2 separate regions of the Capra hircus genome follow, and region 2 is linked to region 1. Evidence: chromatin contacts called from public Hi-C data. All regions are on one chromosome and are shown on one strand. Each heading gives the region's core, a stretch centred on a gene start, on an enhancer-like site or on the middle of the called end of the contact. The rest is flanking DNA. Distances are from core to core; before and after follow the strand shown. Region 1 holds the start of KLF10 (Krueppel-like factor 10). Region 2 has its middle 44 kb from the start of AZIN1.

Region 1 (3,622 bases), core at 349-2,848:
TCCTATTATTATTACTACTACTCTTGTTGGCTAGCCTGGGCCTGTTTCTAAAATATTTAATTCATTGATTTTCTTTTTTCTTTTTTTTTTTTGCTTTCTGGCCATGCCTGGAGGCTTGCGGGATCTCAGTTCCCCAACCAGGGGTCCCAGGCTATGGCAGTGAAAGCACCCAGTCCAAACCATTGAAACGCCAAGGGATTCCCTAGTTTATTCCTTTTCTATACTCATTTTGTGATTATTGGGAAAGAAAAGACACTTACATCCTCAGCCTTTCAGTTACACGGAGAAGTGAGGCAGCTGGAGGGAAGGGCAGTGACTTCTGCCCCCGGTTAGCCAGTCCCAAGGAGTGGCTTTAAGTTTGTTTTAAGCCGCGCTATCACCCAAAGGGAGCCGACAAGGAGCCAAAGCAGAACCACAGGCTCGCAGTCCGGAGGCCCCAGACCGCCTCTGACCTGGTTCGGGATGGGGGCTGTGGAGGTGTGGCTGGGGCTTTCGCGGGATCGAGTGCAGGGGGGTTCGTGACTTCCTGAGACGGTAAAGTGTCTTGCTTACAAAGGGGGAGACCTGGGTTCGACCCCTAGATTGGGAAGACCTCTGGAGAAGGAAACGGCAACCCACTCCAGTACTCTTGCCTGGAAAATCCCATGGACAGAGGAGCGTGGTGGGCTACAGTCCACGGGGTCGCAAAGAGTCGGGCAGGACTGAGCGACTTCATTTTTCCCAAGGCAACCCACTCCCTGGCTTGCCCTGGCTAGCGCCTCGTGACCCTAGAAGACCCCGCCCCTCCCATCACCACCAGCAGTTTCCCGGCAGGGCGTTTCCGGAGGCCGTGGCCCAGGGTAGGTGTGGGGGTAGGGCCTACCTTTGAAACAGCTTGTAGACTGCAATTTAAACTTTACACCGAGCTCAAAACTCGGTTCTGCAACTGAGAGTCGGTTCCAGAGAAGGATAAAAAAAAACTCTGGCCTATGGCTCCCCAGCACCCGCACTGGTCTAGTTTTCGGGGCTTCCTGCAGTCCCCACACCATTCTCTCCACAGCCCTGGAGGAAGGATGGGCGGGGCGGACGGGGCGGGCAACGCCGCCGGCAGGGCAGATGGAGAGGGCGAGCCAGTGCCTGCGGCCCGGGCGTGGGCGGGGGGGCGCAGGAGCAGGTGTCCGCTCGGTGACAGGATTCCCTTTCCCTCGCCTCCACTTCCCTGGTGCTACTCATGCTTCAGCGAGGCAAAAACCCAGCAAATGCTCCAGAAATGCAGCTCGGTCGGTCACCAGGCTCTCCTTTCTCGCCAGACGCGCAAGAGGACGGGGCGCTTCCAAATGCAAATCTCTTGGCTCTGGACCCTTGGCTTGCAGCCGCCGCCTCCCCCGCCTGGCCACCCGGCGTCCCGCCCACCCCGTGGCGGCGGCGGCCCGAGATGGGACCTCGCCCGCGGAGGGGAATGGGCGGAGCGGGCATCCCTCCCCACCTCCCACGTGGGCCCTGCTCTCCGCGGAGAGCCTGGGCGCGCCGCGGCGGCCGCGCCTCCGGGCTGGGCTCGGGTTCCTGGCGCCGCCCCACCCCCGGCCCAGGGAAGGGGACTGCAAGCCGGGGAGGGAGAGTGGGGGTGGGTGAGGGGTGGGGGCCGCGTCCACAGAGTCAGGTGGTGGCGGGAGTTCCCTCGGGCTGGGCCCGGGGAAACGCGCTGCCAGGGGATTGTGTACACGCTCCACTGACACAAGCTTCACGCTGCCGGGCAGCCGCTGATCACGCGTGGCCCCGCGAGCCCATTGGCCGGCGCCTCACACACCTTTGTCGTTGATTGGCCGGCCCCAGGCTCCGCCCCCACCCCCGCCCGCGGCTCGGGGCAGGCGGAGCGGCTACCTGAATGGGGAGGGGGGCAGACGGCGCGGAGCGCAGCGGCGGCGGGAGCGGCGTCGAGTGTCTCCGGGCGCCCGTCTGTGGCCAGGCAGCCAAAGACAGCCTTGCAGCCAGTCAGCTCGTCGCCGGCGGCCGGGCAGCCAACCATGCTCAACTTCGGCGGCGCTTCTCTCCAGCAGGCTACGGTAAGTCACCTGGGGATGCCCCAAGCCCTTCTCTTGCCTCGCTGCGTCCGGGGAGACCCCCGAGCCCCTGACATCAGCCTCGCCTGAGGACAGAGGTTGCAGGGGAGTCGTGGAAGAGGAAGAGGGGCTTCCCGCCTGCAGACTGGGCATTGGTGAGGGCGTGTGTGTAGCGGAGCGGGGGACGGGAGGGGTTTCTGGAGAAGCAGGCTGGGAGCTAGAGACGAAGTGAGAGAGGGTCTCGCTCGAGGTGTAGGAGGGGAAGGGAACAGCTCCGCTGGGAGACTGGAAGCAGGTGAGGGGGGTGGGATGACTGGAGGGGCGGGAAGAGTGAGGAGACTGGGGTGGGGGGGCTGGCTGCCCTGTCAGCGGGACTAGGAGGCGTGGAAGTACCGGAGGGGGGGATAAGGGGGCCACCTTGCACCTGGCGCCGGGGGGAAGAGATGCCTCCGTCTGGATAAGGAACGCGCCCCAGGCTGGGAGGGGGCTGCTCTAGGGCATGTGAGGGGTGGGGAGTCCACCGGAGAGGAGATGGGGACTCCCCATCTCGGGGGGTCTTGAACGGAGGCTTGCAGGACTGGGGCTACCCAGCAGATAGCGGGGGTGCTGTGGGGAGGGGCGCCCGGCGTGGGTGCAAGGGGATGGCACGCGGGCCCGGGGAGTTTACCCCACCCCAGACGTCTGGAGGGGACTCCCTTATCTCCGGAACAGGCAGGCAGGTGGCCTCCTCCAGAGGACGCCTTGGCGGGGGAGGGGACCTCGGAGCCTCCTTGGCGACAGTAGATGGAAGAGATGGGAAGCGGGACCCCAGCATCGGGGTGGGGAAGGTGGGCGGGGGGGAGCCGGGGCTGCGAGACGCGGGGGCAGCGCTCCGAGGCGGGAGCCGCCGGCCGTGGGGCCGCGCGCCTGGAACCGGGCCTGTTGGGGGCTGCACGTCTGGGAACTCGTGGAGATGCTGGGCTCGGCGCGGGGGTGTTGGGGGGGCCAGAGCTGCCGGAAACCGTGGGGACGGGGGGGGCGCCGCGTCTTCGGGGCGAGTCGGGGTGGTCTGAGATCCCGTGGGCGGGAAGCGCCGAGGGCTCGGCCGGGTCCCCGGGGGCTGCGGCCGGAGGAGGGCGGGGGCCGGGTTTCCGCGGGGACCTGGCTCCTCCTCCGGCAGCTGAGGCGGAGGCCGGGGGGTGGGCCGGGAACGGATGCGCCGGGGGAGCTTCTCGTCCCCGAGTGACCCAGCCCGAGCCTCCGCCAGGGCGGGAGCGAGGCCCGGCCCCGCAGTCGGTTCCTAAGGGAACGGTGGGGAGCTGGAAGGGGCGGGCGCGCCGGGAGCCGGGCGCCCGCGGCCCCGCCTCTCCCCGCAGGCCCAGGCGCGCACGGCCGGGCGGTTGGCGGCGGCGCCCGCGGCCCCTCCCCCGGGCCGTCGCGAGGGCGGGGGCCCCGCGGGCTCAGGAAGTAGGTGAAAGGTGACGGCGCGGCAATTCCCAGTTCACGTTTCCTGCGCCGCCCGGAGCAGCCGCTGATCACGCTTTGTTCACATGCCTCTCCCCCCCGCCCTCCTCCGCGCCCCCGCCCTCCGCCGCCCAGCCAAT
Region 2 (3,622 bases), core at 820-3,319, 140 kb before region 1:
TTGGCCTTCAGTCTATGGTGTGACAAAGACTCGGCTATGACTGAAGTGACTGAGCGCACGCATGCGCACACACACTGAGCATGCGGCGTGTAAGAGGCTGAGGTGAATGAGGAAACACAAGCTCACAGCAGAGACTCACTCACATCCCCAAACGCTTGTGTCCAAGATTTCAGTGCAGTCTCTTCAAATTCAAAATGTTCTGGAAACTCACAAGTTTTTTTGTTTAGTTTGGTGTAAACTCATTTGGCCTCATAACCTGACAGACGTGAAGATGTTTATAGTCTTTATTTACCCTTTTTGCTGTAGGAATGTGGTGTGTTTGATTACAGGGTGTTGTTCCAGAGCCCACAGCTAGTGGTGGAGGTGGTGGGGTTACCTTATACCTACTCGGTGAAAAATCTAAATTCCAAACACATTCCTTCAGATTCTAGAAGGGGGCTGGCTAGTGGACCATTTTATCATCAATCTTTTACTACTCAGGGGAGTATACAAGAAAACGTAACCATGCTAAAAATGAAGATCCTGAAAGTGTGAAAAACATAATCTCATGTTGGTAGAAACAACAATTGTTTTTTGAGCACCCAGAACACTGCTAAACAATTTCCTAGACACTGAGGAGGGTAGTGAACAACACAACCCCTATATGTTCACAAAACTGACAAAACTGTATTTTTAAAATTCTATAAAGGATGTGCACACAGATTAGCAGATAGAAAGCTCTGAAAGGGCGGACAGTAAAATTTCAAGAGCGTTTCTTGATCCAGGCAATATGAGTAATATTTGTTTCTCCTCCACGTTTCCAAATTTTCCTCCAGTGCTCAGGACTCGTTTTTTAATTATTATTATTTTTTTAAGAGAATCAGTTCAGTTCAGTCGCTCAGTCATGTTCGACTCTTTGCAACCCCATGGACTGCAACACGCCAGGCCTCCCTGTGCATCACCAACTCCCGGAGTTTACCCAAACTCATGTCCAACGAGTCGGTGATGCCATCCAACCATCTCATCCTCTGTTGTCCCCTTCTCCTACCCTCAATCTTTCCCAGCATCAGGGTCTTTTCCAATGAGTCAGCCCTACGCATCAGGTGGCCAAAGTACTGGAGTTTCGGCTTCAACATCAGTCCTTCCAATGAATATTCAAGGCTGATTTCCTTTAGGATGGACTGGTTGGATCTCCTTGCAGTCCAAGAGTCTTCTCCAACAACACAGTTCAAAAGCATCAATTCTTCGGCGTTCAGCTTTCTTTATAGTCCATTCTCTTTAAGAGAATGGCGATCTTTAATTAACCAGCAATATCAATGAACTAGACAGATCCGTCTTCCCCCTCCGCAGTCGCCGCGGCGTAGCTGTAGATTCGGGCAGGAGGCTCGGTGCAGTTCTACAGCGCAGCAGTAGAGGGCGCCGCGCCCGCGGAGCTCCGGGCGGGGCCGCGGCCGCGCTTTCCTCCCCAGCAACACCGGCCCGCGCGCCGCTCCGGAGGCGCGGCCTCCTGGCATCCCCCGCCGGGCCTCTCCCTCGCCCCGCCTCCCGCCCCAGCCCGGCGGCGGCCTCGCCGCGGCGACCTCGCCTGCGCCTCGCCCCCAGGGCCGGGCTGGGCTCCTGGCAAGACCCGCCCGCGCCGCGCGGGAGGGCGGAGAGGGCCTCGCGCGCCCCGGCCGCCGGCCCCCCTCCGCCCCCGGCGCCGCCCTTCCCCTGCCCCCGCCCCTCCGCGGGGTCGGCCGGGCCGCCGGCTGACTCGTACTTTGGAGCCGGATGGGGAGACGTGACCGCCGAGACCAGGGCTGCGCCGGGAACAGGCGCGGGGGCGGGAGGAGGCGGCCGGGTTTCTGGGCACCTGGCGGTCGGGGCGGGGAGCGGCCAAGCCCTCCCGCGCGCGGGTTCCCAGGGGAGGGGGAAGGGACGCGCGCTCCTCCCGGCGCCCGCGGCCCCCGCCCTGCGCCCCGGCGCGTGTGTGCGTGCGCGCGCGCGCCGCCTCGGTTCCCGCGGCTCGTCTGCCCCGCCGCGCCCCGGGCCAACCCGCCGCGGGGAGTCTGGCCCGGGAGGGCGGCCGGGTCACCAGTCGGGTCCGCCGTAGGGGGAGCGGGGAAGGAATTTATGCCGTCAGAACACAGCCAGAGTCGACTCCCAACGTCGGCCCTGCTCGGTTTCCTCGTCTGTAAAATGGGAAAAGTCGATATCCACCTCCCAGTAGGCTCGCATCGAGACCAACCAACACTGGTTACCCTTCATAGTTTTCTTCTTGGTAGTGAGGATTCAAAGGGCGAAGAGTGCACCAGCATTTCAGTGACCCACCTTCTCCTTGGGTTAAATGCCTCAGCTCTAGGTTTTCAAGTGTGGCCTTTCTAGGACTCTGATTGCTAACAAGGCTTGATATGAAAAACTCAAAAAACCCAGGATCTTAGAATCAAAAGGCGGGAGGGCTAGCCCCGCTACATTTAACTGCTGGTCTTTCAGATTCCAGTCCCAGCTTTCTGCCACTTGCTGTCTGGCTGCTTCACCAAGCTGTTGAGTGTCACTCGGCCTCCGTTTTCTCAGCTGTCAAATGGGAACACTGCTTGGTGGTGACAGGGTCGGGTGCTCAGGATTAATCTCCCACTTCCACAGACTCTCATGCGTCCTTTTGGCAAAGTTGCCCTTTGTCAAGAAATTCTTTCTGGAGCTGTAGATCCTCCCCAGGCTCAAGGCTATATATCTGCACCCCCTTGTTAATCTATGTCATTTCCCTTGGAGGAGATGGGCCACTGCCAAGTTCCTCAACCTGACCTTCCTTTATCCCTGACTAGGGTTTCAGGGTCCTCCTGTGGACAGATGCTGAGAAAGCTGAGAGGCCCAGATAGGGACATTTTCCCTCAATGTATGAGTTCCTAGCAAAACAGGAAGAAAAGAATGCTTACTGAAAACTACCCCCATGCTGGGGTGATTTATCCCAAGGCTCTGAAGAACCTTGGAGGTGGGAATCATCACCTCCATTTTGCCCATAAGAAAGCAGAGGTCCTGTTGCCTGGCACTCCCAGTCTGTCCTTAGCTGGATCCTCCTCCACCTCTGAGGACCAGTGAGTGTCACAGGAGGTGGTGCACCTCCACCTAGGGCCCCTTCCAGCTGCCATGTGGCATTGTCAACGGGAAATGGCTACAGTTCCTATCATTGCCTGGTCCTCCCACTGGTGAGGTTCCCCCGTGGTTATCACTGGTTTGAAAGGCCAGTTGGCTCTTGGGAAACAAACAGAAGCCTCACCCACCCTTCCTGTTGGAAACTTTGGCCTCAGCTGCAGAGTGGATGCTTGGGAAACACATTTCAACTCCAGCCTTGGGGCGTCCAACTGCTCCTGGAGATCTTCGTCAGTGCGGCTCTCAGGCCTGGGGCCCCCTACTCTGAGTCTGGACCCTCTCGATGGTGACCATCTGCATCAGCAGCTCTCACCCCTGGCTCCCCAGTAAAAGAATGCTGATGCCTGGGACACCCCAGACCGGTGAAATCACCTGGTGGGAAGGGGGCCCATGCTTCACCATCTGTGTGTTCTAAAGCACCCCCAGGTAATTTCAGTGTGCTGTTGGGGTTGAGAAACCCTGAGGGAAATCAATACAGAGTGTGATCAAAGAACAGAATAGGAAAGTATTTGAAATC

The links. Hi-C and Micro-C count contacts between places; a contact is called where the count stands out from the background.
Region 2: a Hi-C map of blood shows a contact between it and region 1, with 10 times the contacts expected there. The contact joins the enhancer-like site here to the promoter of KLF10 in region 1. A contact is called at or near these places in 3 of 5 Hi-C or Micro-C datasets (all in blood).

Annotation. Positions count from the first base shown.
Region 1 is chr14:20,407,548-20,411,169 of ARS1.2, reverse strand. It overlaps KLF10 (Krueppel-like factor 10), which reads left to right and starts at 1,598. Exons shown (of 4, transcript XM_018058329.1): 1 at 1,598-2,042. The coding sequence starts at 2,004.
Region 2 is chr14:20,545,963-20,549,584 of ARS1.2, reverse strand. No RefSeq gene overlaps it. Among named protein-coding and RNA genes, the nearest start is that of AZIN1, 44 kb to the left of the region's middle. Within about 2 kb of position 2,069, at least 4 of the 5 cell types and tissues checked have an H3K27ac peak or open chromatin away from gene starts, as enhancers often do.